Regions from separate parts of the Astyanax mexicanus genome. Here region 1 is linked to region 2. Evidence: chromatin contacts called from public Hi-C data. All regions are on one chromosome and are shown on one strand. The core of a region is the stretch at or near the end of the contact, and the rest is flanking DNA. Distances in the headings are between cores, read along the strand shown.

What was found. A called contact is a pair of places that touch in the nucleus more often than the background predicts.
Region 1: a contact with region 2 is called in a Hi-C map of muscle, with 16 times the contacts expected there. The contact joins the promoter of gnai2a here to the enhancer-like site in region 2. A contact is called at or near these places in 2 of 3 Hi-C or Micro-C datasets (both in muscle).

The regions. Positions count from the first base shown.
Region 1 is chr24:29,750,876-29,757,883 of AstMex3_surface, reverse strand. gnai2a (guanine nucleotide binding protein (G protein), alpha inhibiting activity polypeptide 2a) reads left to right here and starts at 3,555. Exons shown (of 9, transcript XM_007254555.4): 1 at 3,555-4,393. The coding sequence starts at 4,276.
Region 2 is chr24:29,670,376-29,677,417 of AstMex3_surface, reverse strand. It overlaps gnai2a (guanine nucleotide binding protein (G protein), alpha inhibiting activity polypeptide 2a), which reads left to right. Exons shown (of 9, transcript XM_007254555.4): 7 at 409-562; 8 at 2,134-2,348; 9 at 2,482-3,541. The coding sequence ends at 2,324. Among protein-coding and RNA genes, the nearest start is that of inka1a, 11 kb to the right of the region's middle. Within about 2 kb of position 2,582, the one cell type or tissue checked has an H3K27ac peak away from gene starts, as active enhancers do.

The sequences.
Region 1 (7,008 bases), core at 2,306-4,805, 79 kb before region 2:
CTCGCTCTGCAGACATGTGAGTGGGGGATTGGGCTAAGGCCTGCTCTGTTTCTGTGAATCTGATGAATATTAAAGGTGTGTAAAGACTGAGTGCTGTTAATGATGATGGCAGAACTGTTTGTATTGTGTGTGTGTGTGTGTGTGTAGACAGGAGCTGTTGATCAAATGCATCTATTTTTCCACATTTTTATGTTTTTCTTCCTCGTAACCATAAACAGATTATAATGAGAGTCATATTTACTGATTTATATCATACATTCTAACTGTAGTGCTGAAAGCACAGTGGGGATTTCAGTAAGAGAGTAAAGCACATTCTAGATTGATTACAGCTTTTTATTCCCAGTTCTGAAACACTGTTCACACACAGAAGCACAAACCGGTTCCAGAAAACAAGGATAGAGAATAGAGACTGAGTTATCTGTGATTATTTTGTCCAGATTTGTGCACATTATTGAAAATCTTACAGATACAGATGAAATGGAGCATAACCACTGGAAAAATAATATGCAAATTAATGACAGAAAGCTTCATCCATATCCACAGTTAACATTGAGCGTAAATGAGCCTTAATTCTGAAGTTCAGCAACACATATTTGCTGAGAATTTGCTGTTTAGTTGCATTTATTTCCTTTTAACCTGTTCCAAAATTGGTTGAATAGGCTAAGAATACGAAATAAGAAACAGACTTGTAAGCAAGGTTATTATTTTTAAATAAATAATAATAAAAATCATAAAAATAACTTTCGATAGAAGTGATTGTAAAATATTTGTATTGCTCCATTTATTGTGACATTTAAAAATGGATATGATAATAAAAATTATGTTTTTGCATGATTCTGAACAGCATAATAAAACATATTTTTATTATTATCTCCATTTTTTGTTCTTATCAAGGCCACAGTAAATGGAATGTATTGAGTTTTGAACAGCATAATAAAACATAAAAATTTTTGTCCTTAACCTGGTTTGTTGCATAAATTATAGTGTAGTGTAAGTAATCTTAGAAATCCAATAATCTATCAATTATTTTGATTTTGCTTATATATTTTTTACAAATCAGGATTGGGATAATAAATCATGTAATAAAGCTTTTAGGAAGCCTATAACAAATGTATTTATTTGAGTAATTTGTTTTTTCATTTTATGACATAATGTAAATCTTACAGTTATTCTTCTTATTGTTATAAAATTTCATAATGAATGGACCAATAGAAATGCTCCAAAATTACTCCAATAAAACCATTTACATTGACTTTCTCTGACAGTTAAGAAGGTTTGTGGATGACATTATTACAGAGATATTACAGCATATTAATGTCAGTTCATTCAGAGGGTAGAGTTTAATCTACCAATATCTAAATTGATTAATCGATTAATCATGACACCTCTTTTTTTATCCAGTGTTCGTTGAGTACACGCATTGAGTTCCACCCAGTTAATTTAGCACAAGTGCTTCACTTTAAATAAATGTGTGCTGTTAGTGAACACGTGGTGAACAGGTTTGTGTGATCTGGGGACTGAAACCTGTAGCTAGTGATTAAATCCACACAGTACCACAAACCAACAGCAGGGGGATGTGCTTAAACCAGCCTGTGCTCTGATGTGCAGTGTGTATGATGCGTTTGTGTACCTATGTGTGTGTATTACTCCCTCTTGAATATGTGTGTGTGTGTGTGTGTGTGTGTGTATGAGCTCATGACTGACATGGTGTTGGCGTTTATACAGGCTGTAAATACGTGTAAACCCTTTATACCCCGCGTACACGTCTAGTTTGTACATTGTAAATAGACCCAAGAGGTTTAGTCTCATGATTAAAACAAACAAAAAACACACAGTGTAATAATTTTTAAAAAAGTGCTTTTTGGGGGAGAATAAAGCCAGTTAAATGTATTTTATTTTTCTTTATTCTCCATATATTGAGTACATGGCTGGCGGTTACTGTACTGTAAACAATGTTGCAATAAACAGCAAAAAAATGAGAAATGTTTGCCTTGTTTTTGTTTATATAAATACTGTAAATTAATTCTGATTTTTAGAGCAATTACAGACTCACCGTGTTTCCAATAAAGTGGCCACTGAGTGGAAGTATAAGGTAGATAGGTGTTTCTAATAAAGTGGCCAGTGAGTAGAAGCACAAGGTAGTAGTAGGTGTTTCTTATAAAGTGGCCAGTGAGTGGAGGTACAAGGTAGTTAGGTGTTTCTAATAAAGTGGCCACTGAGTGGAAGTGCATGGTAGGTAGTATTTCTAATAAAGTGGCCAGTGAGTAGAAGCACAAGGTAGGAGTAGGTGTGTCTTATAAAGTGGCCACTGAGTGGAAGCACCAGGTAGTAGTAGGTGTTTCTAATAAAGTGGCCACTGAGTTAAAGCACAAAGTAGGTAGGTGTTTCTAATAAATTGGCCAGTGAGTGGAAGTGCAAGGTTTGGAAGTGAAAGTACAAGGTAGTTAATAGGTGTTTCTAATAAAGTGGCCACTGAGTAGAAGTACAAGGTATTTAAGTAGGTAGGTGTTTCTGATAAAGTGGCCAGTAAGTGGAAGCACAAGGTAGGTAGGTGTTTCTAATAAAGTGGCAAGTGAATGGAAGCACAACATGGGTAAATGTTTTTAATGAAGTGGCCACTGAGTGGAAGCTCAATGTAGGTAGGTGTTTCTAATAAAGTGCCCCATGAGAGTAGATGCAAATGGTTAAGAGTTTCCGATAAAGCGGCTGAAATTGACCTGCTATGTGCATAAATGGACGAAAGAGGGCAGCAGAGAAAAGCCAATGTTTTTCAACCTGCTATAAATCTGACTGCCACCAACCTCAATTCATTAATTAAGGAAGATTTTATTTATAATAATAAAAAAGTATTATCAAAATAAGCAATTCACTTAATAATGGACGTGCAAGGCGTTTAAAATTATTTTAATATTCGGGATATGGGACCTTCATGTATATAACTATTTTTCAGAAAAAACAAAAAAATTATACGCTTGTATTGTTCATTGTGTTGTGTTATTGCAATAAAGAAAGACATTATAATCGTGTAGTTTTAACCGCGTTGTACTTAATCATGTGGTTTCTAGTGTAATCCTACCAAATAAAAAAAAATGTTGACCAACAATTAAAAAACGTGGGATAATCGCATTACTATATACATTAAATCAGTTGACTGAGAATAAAAACTAAACAAAATCATTCCTTAAAATATGTCTAGCTTCATAGAAATGTATAGCATTTGTATACAGTATAAATCGTCTTTATGTCTTAAGTAAGCACTTTGGTTGTTATTATTATTATTATTATTATTATTAATATTAAAATATATTTGTTTTGGCTGTGTTGTTCTTAATCATACGGTTTGCAGATGCAAATTTAAAGTCTAAAGTAAATTAATTATAATTATAAGTTCTTTTTTTACATATGTAATTAATTTAAGCGAAAAATAAAACACGAGAAAAGAGAAATATTTACGAAAAAATAGACAAAACAGACTACATTTCCCATGATCACCCGCGGCTCAGCGTTTGCTGGTGGGCGGGGCGGAGCGCGCGCGTCCCGCTCTGTGGCTGTGAGGAACTCCTCAGCTATTCGGGTGTGGCGCTTCAGCGACCAGAGAGCAGAAATCAGAGCGGGGCCGCGGCGGGGTAGCGGAGCGCTGGTCGGAGGCTGTCGGGCGGCACTGATTAACGGCGTGGAGAAGAGAGCGGGGCTGAGAAATCCGCACACGGCGGCGTTTTTCTCCCGTTTTTCTGCTGTGTTTAGAGCGCGAGCGAGATCCAGGGCTGAGGGCTCGAGCTGCTGCTGCTGTTGCTGCGCGCGGGCGGACCGTTCAGAGTCTGTTTGAAAACTTTACGTTAGTTTTTGGTGTTTTTTGGTGGATTTCGGCGAATTTGCTGTAAAGACTCGCGATTTTCACTGTCTAAGTAATGTTAAACTACTTAACTTCTTCAGTTTTGGATCCGTAAAGCCGCTGTTTTTACCTTTTTCTTAATATTTTTCGCATTTGAGTTTTCTAAGTTTGGCTGTTCGTTGATTAACGTCAAAAGTTAGCTTAGCTAAGCTAACTAACGTTAATCTGCAGCGGCTGGATTTCACCTGTAGCTAATTACAGCTAGCTAACCAGAGTTTCCCTACTTTTAAAACTACTTTTTTGACTCAGAAAAGGGGAAGTTGGCAGGTTAAAAGCGGCCAGGGGCCCCAAACACACACAAACAAGCAGTTAAAGAGGATAAAATCCTCATTTTTTTCTCTAAAGTACCGTTTTTAACCTCCGGCGCCCTGAAGCGAGCACTCATGGGGTGTACCGTCAGTCAGGAGGACAAAGCGGCGGCCGAAAGGTCCAGGCATATCGATAAAAGCCTGCGAGAGGACGGAGAGAAGGCTGCGAAAGAAGTGAAACTCCTGCTGTTGGGTAAGTGTCTGCAGATCACCCCCTTTAAACTGTCTCTCTCTCTCTTTCTGTGCGTCTCTCTCTCTGTCCGTCTCTCTCTCAGTTCTCTCTCTCATGGCTGAAAGTAATGATTATTTTGGTAGTCGACTAATCTGAGGATTATTATTTTGGTTAGTCGATTAGTCAACGATTATTTCTATTATGTCGTCTATCTCTGAAACAAATAGAAACAGCATTTAAATGTCTAGATGTTGTTTAAACGTGGAAAGTACTGATATTAATTTAAAGTAATTATATTTATTAAAGTAATTAAATAGTAATTAAATATGTAATCTGTTGTGTTTGCACAGTTTTGGATACAATCTAAATTGAGTGTAATCTGTGTGAGTGAGCCATTTACCCATCTCCCATTGCTGTTCTGTCCCCAGCACTTTGTGTAGTGCAGTTCTGTTACAAATTAACATCAACAATCATGTCGACAATTATTATGGCCAATTAAAAGCCAAGAAATCAGTGTCTCAGAAAATTAGAATATTATATAAGACCAATTGGTCATTTTGGCAGTGTGGGAAGTGTGCCAAGACCTGCAGGAAAATGAAATCCTAATCCTTATCTCCTTAAAAGTTATCAGCAGAGGAAGTATTAAGCGCTGTTAGATTTTGTGGGGAAACACTGGACTGACCATTATTGACATTCATGATCAGTAAATTTTGAATTTCATTTGGAAATCAAGGGAGCAGAGTCTGGAGGAGGAGTGGAGAGACACACAGTCCAAGCTGCTTGAGGTCTAGTGTGAAATTTCCACAATCAGTGATGGTTTGGAGAGACATGTCTTCTGCTGGTGTTGGTCCACTGTGTGTTATATCAAGTCCAAAGTCTCCAAATGTTTCCTGGAAAATCTTACAGCACTTCAAGCTTCCCTCTGCTGACAACTTTTATGGAGATGCAGATTTCATTTTCCAGCAGGGCTTGGCACACTGCCCACTGTGCCAAACATACCAGTTGGTCTTATATAATATTCTAATTTTCTGAGACACTGTACATATCAATATCAGAATTGTATCATGTCCACTAAAAAAAAAAAAAAAAAAATTGTGATATAAAATTTTGCCATATCGTCCAGCCCTCACTCAGTGTATGCAATATTGCAGTAATCTGAATGATATTGGACATACATCTGATTGATGTTTTATGTATCAAGCTGCAAAAATTACTAGTGTGTTTAAATTGTTTTGCTATAAAAAATAGTGCATCTCCTGCAATGTCTGTTGCACATGCATGCTCTTCAGTGCCAAAGTTTGGAATCTTAGTGTTTTACTAGATCTTTAATGTACATGTAAATGTTTAACACTATAGTAGATATAATCTCATTTTAAGTGAGGAACGGCAGCTTTATCAGGTTATTATGTTAGCTACATCACTTAATATTAGCTGTGTGGTGCTATTGCAAATTCCTGAGACCCTGATTACACCTGTTACTTTATTAGACTATTATCTGGATTGTATTCTAATAACATTTTAGCCCTATGCTTTCACATTTGCTCATCGTATTTTTACTAAATGTGGCTTGCCCATATCTAGATACAGTCCTGATACACTCGAAACTAATGAAGTGAACAAGTTTATTCAGGGCCTGAGATTATTATTTTTTTTCTGAACCATCACTTTGAACAGGATGACAGATCCACTTTGCTCTGGTTTGGCACACATTTGGCTCTTATTTCAGCCTAGTAGTTGTTCACAAGCTCTTACACACACCCCCTCTCATTGTTATCTTCAATCTCAGCAGAGCTGTATTTGGCTAGATTGTTGGAAAGTAGGCAAAAGTTGCCAGGGGAGCTTAGAGTTAGGATAAATAATGGGAAACTTGGATCAAAACATAGTTTTGGTGCCATAGACTGTTATATAAACAAAGGAAAATGGCTGAAATACTTTTTTTATTACAAGTTGACATCTTCTTTTATGAGTGCTTTGTATGACAAGTTGCAACATTCTCTCTGTCTCGCTCTCATATATTGTCTCTTTAAAAGAGAACGAGTGGCATGACAGAAATAGGGATTTTTCCATTGACTCAGTCGATTGCAACACGTCTGCCCTTGTGTCATCTGTGGGGAATATTTTGACAGGCTTTGCTGGCACCCGCCTGCCGCGTCCCCTGAGCAGAGCTGCAGTAGGGTCACACTGCAGGCGCACTTTGCTCCCCTCTGCCTCCCTGTTTTGACAGAAATGGAGAATTCTGTGTGTTTGCGCAGGAAAGGACTGTTTTCAGCAGGCCCGTGGCCCAGTCTGCAGGCTTGGCTACGAGCCTGAGCCTGAAGAAAATGTGGAAAGTAAAATCCGGCAGGAGCCGCGTGTCGTAATGCTTCGCCTCTTTCGCTGAACTTGTGTGTGGTGTGATTGAGTGCTGGCAGGCAGCACCATTTGCTGAGTGCGAGTTTCTTTGCCATTTTTATTTCGTCTTCAGTGGATTAAGCCATCACTGTAATTGAACTCTGCTGTAAAATATTACGACGGCAGGCCTTGGAGCGAAATGCTGCAAAGCTGCTTCATCAGTAAGGTACAGATCTGGCTTTTTGGTTGAGCACTGAGGGTACGACTGGGCCTATAATAGAGTCGACCAGAAACCTGAAGTTTAG
Region 2 (7,042 bases), core at 1,333-3,832:
GCTAGGAAATGTCATGGAGAATCTTGAAGATGGGATGGTTAGCATGCACCCTTGTCATTATTCTGGTTTATAGACTCATTTATAGCACAAGATCATAAAAGACGTGGAAATAAATATTCAGACAGGTCTGAAAGGGGGAGAAAATCTGAAGAATGTGTTAAAATTTGTTTTGCCAGACTGAGAGCTCATGTGCAAGATGCACAAGTAATTCAAAAACAAGCTTATTGGTTTTTTTTTAACCTGTCTAGTCTTATTGTTGTAGCATCTGATTTGTTTGCTATGTTTTCACTGTGCACATGATTTTTGTCTCAGCCTATTTTTCACAACTCCGCTGAGCAGTCTAAGCATTTATTTTGTTGTTCCCTTTCTTGTTTTCCTCCACTCCCTCTTGTACTCTCACCCTGTCAGAACCGGATGCATGAGAGCATGAAGCTGTTTGACAGCATCTGCAACAATAAGTGGTTCACGGAGACGTCCATCATCCTCTTCCTCAACAAGAAAGATCTGTTCGAGGAGAAGATCGCACACAGCCCTCTGACCATCTGCTTCCCTGAGTACACAGGTACAATAGTCGACCTTACTTCAGCACTGAAGTACACACAAATACACAAGTATCCAACCACAGTCCTTCCATAAGCATCTGGTTCCCTTTATAGAGTACTGAGGTCCAACAAAAATAATTCTCCAGACACCCAGTAATAGCAAAAGTAGTGAGAGCCAATCTGTAATCAAGCACCCAATTGTAATAGAGTACTGAGGTCCAACAAAAATGATGTTCCAAACATACATTTACAGGAAGAGGATTGCGGTCCAACCACAATCTTTACCCAAGCACCTTAACATGCAATCACTGTAACAATTGAGGTCCAACCACAAGTATCCAATTATAATAGTCCATAACGCCAACAAAAAACATGCTACAAACACCCAGTTACAGTAAGAGTATTGAGGTCCAAACATAATCTCTACTCAAGCACTAAATTGTGAGTAATGAGGTCCAACAAAAATCACGCTATGAACATGCAATTACAGCAAGAGTATAGAGTTCCAACCACCTTCATTCCTTAAGTATCTAATTACAACAGAGTCCTTAGGTCAAATAAAATCACATTCTAAATACCCACTTACAGCAAGAGTATTGAAGTCCAACTGTACAAGCACAAAATTGTAAGAGTTCTGAGGTCCAACCACCTTCCTTCCTCAAGTATCCAATTATAACAGAGTCCTTAGGGCCAACAAAAACCATGCACCAAACACCCACTTACAGGAAGAGTATCCAACAAAAGGATTGACATCACAAGCATTCAATTATAAGAGTACACAGGTCCAACAAAAATTATGTTCCAAACAGCCACTTACAGCTTATTGATGGAGTATTGAGGTCCACCCACAAGCTGTACTCAAGCACAAAATTGTAATAGAGTATTGAGGTCCAACAAAAATCTCACTATAAACATCCAATTACAGCCAGAGTATTGAGGTCCAACCACCTTCCTTCCTCAAGTATCCAATTATAACAGAGTACTTAGGTCCAACAAAAAGTATGCTCCTAACAGCCACTTACAGCAAGAGTATTGAAATCCACCCAGAATCTGTACTCAAGCACCAAATTGTAAGAGTACTGAGGTCCAACAAAAAGCTCGCTATAAACATTAAATTACAGCCAGAGTATTGAGGTCCAACCACCTTCTTTCCTCTAGCATCCAATTAGTCCTTCAGCCCAGCAAAAATCATGCTCTAATCAGAGGTCCATCCACCGTTCTCCCTCTGGAGTCCTTAGGTCCAACAGAAAACATATTCTAAACACCTAATTATAACAAAAGGACTGAGGTCCAACTACAGATCTTTCCTAAATTAATCAGTAGAGTACTGAGGTCCAACAAAATTCACATTCTTTACACCAAGTTACAGCAAGAGCACACAGTTGTAACTAAGCATGATTTTTGTTGTCCCTCAGTATTCTGTTACAAGAGTTCAACCAAAGTAGTTCTTGCAGGACCCAGTTTTTTACATCTAGTTACAGCAAGAGAACTGAGGTCCAACAAAATTAAGGGCTTCTTCCTCAGACACCCAATTAATCTGTAAAAATGTTAAATGGCCGTGCTTACCTCCTCCTCTCCGGTCTGTCTTTAGGTGCCAGCAAGTACGACGAGGCGTCAGAGTACATCCGCACCAAGTTTGAGGATCTGAACAAGAAGAAAGACACCAAGGAGATTTATTCCCACTTCACCTGCGCCACCGACACCAAGAACATCCAGTTCGTCTTCGACGCCGTCACTGATGTCATCATCAAGAACAATCTGAGGGACTGCGGACTCTTCTAGTGGAAAAGCTGAGGAAGGGCCGAGGTGAGGGCTCACTCTCATTTTAGTATTTCCTAATTATTTTAGCCCTGTAAACAATTTAAGGCTATTTAAATGTTTAACGATTTCTCTTTGTATATTTTTCATACTTTATCTTTTTGTCCCTCCCCTCTCTCAGATTACTTGAACTGTATTGATGAGCAGGTGAAGGAGAGGAATGCGTTCTGACTGACTGCACTGGCCGATTATAACTGATTCCTGCTTCAGCCTGGTTATGGAAAGCTGGAGAGCCTCAGAGGTCCAAGACGCCGAACACAGAATTCAGCAAACGCCAACCCCCTAACCCCCCCACCCCTCAGACAACCAGTGTTTTCCTTCCCTCTTTCCCCTAACAGTTATTTTAATGTTTGATTTTAGAAAGCAGCTCCATCCATCATGTATTATTAACCTCTTTGGGTTTTGACCACAAATCAACAATTATTGTATTATTTTTTTTATTGATGTTTTTCCATTGTTTATTTTTCTCTTCATTTATTTTTCCAATAATAGCAGAGACGACTTTTTATATGAATACTTTCATTTTACTCTTGAAAATCTGATGTGGAAATTTTATTAAAAACTTTTAATTGCGTAAAAGTGCATTTTTATAAAAACAGCAGACACTCAGAGAGAAATAAGATTGAAAAGGAATGTTTTTTTTTTTTTTTTTTAACAATGTTTACATGTCATCATTTATAGCCAAACAAAACGTCATCCTGCATGATGGAAGCCTGATAGCTGATATATTACCATAGTAATCTCTACACAATCTCATAACATTCCTTTTTAAAATTAAATGAAATAAAAAGAAGAAAAAAATACAAAAACTAGAAAAAAAAAGACCTGAGAGGACGCAGGAGGTCGTGCTGAACTTGAGCTGAGGATATTTAATGTATGTATGTAAGAATAGTTCTTCTCCACTTGTGTCTACCCACCCATTCCACCCTCTTGTTTTTTGCTTTCTGTTTTTTGCCTTTATTTCTATTGGATTCGTAGATCCTGTTTTATTTCTCTTTCCTTCGTCACCGCCTTTCTCTTCCTACTGTACACTTTTGTCACCATGTAAGGAGAAATAGTTATTAACTAATGAGAGTCAAAAAGTCTAATTGAGTTAAAAAGGGTAGTTTTTTTGGTAAAGTTTTAAAATGCTTTGAGAATCCTATATAATGATTTAATTTAAATAAAAGTTGTCACTAGAGGCTGATTTGTCGCTTTTCTTTGTTTTAACACTTATTGTGTCTACAAAGTTAATAAGCAGTGAATTTATACTGTATTTGCATTTATTACAGTTTTGCAAAGTAAAACACAGTACTCTTGTTTTTAGTAGTTTTAAGTTTACCTTCATTTTACTTTTATTATTAGGAGCCACTACTATCCTCCTACACTTTACAACATATCAACACTATTGCAGCTTTAAAGCAGCTACATTGCTTTTAAAGCAGTGCAATAGTATACATCTAGAAAGGTGTCTGAAGGTAAATTAAATAGGAATGCATTAAAATGTGCCTGTAAACCCTTTCAGAATTTTTCTACAGGTCAAATTTCAACATTTTTTAAGCTACAAGCACTAAATTTGGCACAACCATAGTACCAGTAGAATAGTTTTATGCTGTATGATAGTTGTGCAAATAAGCTTACACTTTTTATTAAAATATGGGTAAAAAAAATAAATAAATTGGGGCAAAAGTTTTGGCTCCCTACATTTTAGCTTTAATATCATACTTGCATTTTCTGCATGAAACTCCACTTTGTAGTATTACTTATGAAAATGATCTGTTCTTCTATCTACTCCCAGTCTAGTTTTTTTTTTCTTATTCCATCTGATTTAAAATTAAAAACTGTGGTGGACCAGGTCTGCTAAAACAATAAAGATATATTAAAATGAATGTAGGTGTTGGATGGTAAAAATAAATACCATTAAAAAAATAATAATACATAAATGCAATTAATGCAGAAAATAGCAGTTTGTTGTCATTCTGCTCTTTAAAACATCTCAACAACAGCTCTTCAAATAAGAGGAAAAAAATATATATCTCACTTGTGGTGGTTTCGAGCCAGTTCAGGGTGACTGGGTCAGACCTGTGTATCAGCAGGTGAGGAAGAGGAAGCCACTTCATCCAGCCAGCGGTGCTCACCTGTCGCTGAGTTACACAGGTAACTCCGATCAAACACTGGAAGCACAGCAGGAAACGTAAAGCTAATATAGAATTAGGTTAAAAATGTGTAATATTTGTGATAAACTGCTGAAGAGGTCAGAGTTCAGTTCAGCTCTAAAAGATGATTTAGTGTCTGCTCCCTGCATGATTTCCCAGGAGAAAGGAGATTAAATGTTCAAGCACATTAACTTAATGACCAGATCTCTTGATTATTCATGAAGCTGCATTACAGGTTTAATTAAAATCTTACATTTTTAATTTAGCTTTTAAATTTAGTTTTTAAATATCTTGATTTAGAATCAAGAAAATAGTGTGGAATCCACTCTGAACCTTCAGTAATCAGACAGTGTAGAAAGTTTCTTGGATTTTACCTAATTAAAATACATCTAAATATAATCAAAAGGAAGATGGATGATCACAAGCCATCAAACCAAACTGAACTGCTTGAATTTTTGCACCAGGAGTACATACCTGTCAAGTTTTAGATTTAAAAATAAGGGATATTTTCCTACGTCCGATTAAAGCCGTCCCACCAGCCCAACGAAGGTTCAGTATCCCTTACATTTTAAGACAGGTTTACAAGAAATCTAAGATAACCACAAGTGAACCATTTACAGACTACAATTAGATTATCAGAATCTGATAGGCCTACCTTTGTTGACACTGAAATGTTGTGGACATTCCTACATATGTCATTCTTTTAATACAGCCAAATTAATAACCCTTTTCTAGATATTTAAAAAAGTTAAGATTTCATGTCTTTTTTGGCATAAATGCACTCTTTTATATGATATATGTTTTATTTATTTAATGGATTTAAAATTGAACATAGGGTGCACAAATTCTGCAAATTGACTGTTGGTGACCTAAAAAAAGATATTATGAGCTTTTACTAAAAGGACATGGACCAGATATATTCCATCAGTAAAAATTAATTCTAATGGGGTCTACATAATTAATACTTTTTAATTAATATTTCTTTCTGATCATTTCAGTTAATTTCGGTCCTCTCCACATTTCACAAGCTGTAAATGTTTTAATTTTTAAAAGGTTTAATCTGTGTGTTTTTATTCGGAGACGAGTATTTTTAAGCAGCTATCAGGAAAATCTCCTCACAGTTTACATGATTAGCCTACCCTTACCTTTCTTTTAGAAAAATCTCCGTATATCCATGTTTTAACATCAGCTGCTCCGACTAGCTGCCTGAACTCACAGCGGGGGGCGGGGCGTCTTCCCCACACTGACCCTCATTTGCGCTCCGCAAAACCAGCAAGCTGATTGGCTGTTTCTCCTGAAAGGCGGGACTTTCTCCTTGAACCGGTACCACGATTGGTTAAGAGACACAGAGCGGTGAGTGCCCTGTCTCCTCAATAACAAAGTTTTTAAAATTTTATTATAATACGGGAAATTTACGGGAAAATACTAATACGGGAGGACGGCGGGGACAAGAGGAGTAAAATACGGTAGTTTCCCGGCCAAAACGGGAGACTTGACAGGTATGGGAGTAAAGGCATAAAGTGATCCAAAGGCATGTGTAAGACTGGTGGATGTCAAGATACATGAAAACTGTGGTTAAAAACCAGGGTTATTCCACCAAATATTGATTTCTGAACTCTTATTTCTCATTTTCTGCAAATAAATGATGTAAATGACAATATTTAAACGCTTTTATTTTAGTTTATAGAATAAAACAATGTTTATTTTACTCAGTATTTTAAACATATACTTATAAATAGCAAAATAAGAAAAGATTGTATATGTACACACACACATCTATCTATCTATATATCTATATATACGTATATATACGTAAATATACATATATATATATACACATATATACATACATGTATACAAGACAAACATAAACACACAATACTGTGAAGTTGGAAAAAATATTGTGGGAGGTTTCATTGACTTGAGTGTTTTTTACCCATAAAATCTCTTTTAAACTATTTTATTTTAGTTTATAGAATAAAACAATGTTTATTTTACTCAGTATTTTAAACATATACTTATAAATAGCAAAATAAGAAAAAATTGTATATGTACACACACACACACACACATCTATCTATCTATCTATCTATCTATCTATCTATATCTATATATATATATATATATATATATATATATATATATACACATATATATACATATATATACATATACATATATATATATATATACACATATATATACATATATATACATATACATATATATATATAAATATATATATACATATATATATGTATATATATATATACACGTGTATATATATATACACGTATATATATATATATATACACACATATATATATATATATATATATATACACATACATACATACATGTATACAAGACAAACATAAACACACAATACTGTGAAGTTGGAAAAAATATTGTGGGAGGTTTCATTGACTTGAGTGTTTTTTACCCATAAAATCTCTTCTGGAAACAAATACAAATAAAACAGATCTATAAGTAGAAACCATAACTACCATCATCTGTTACTGTTTTACTGATGATGGAACAACCATC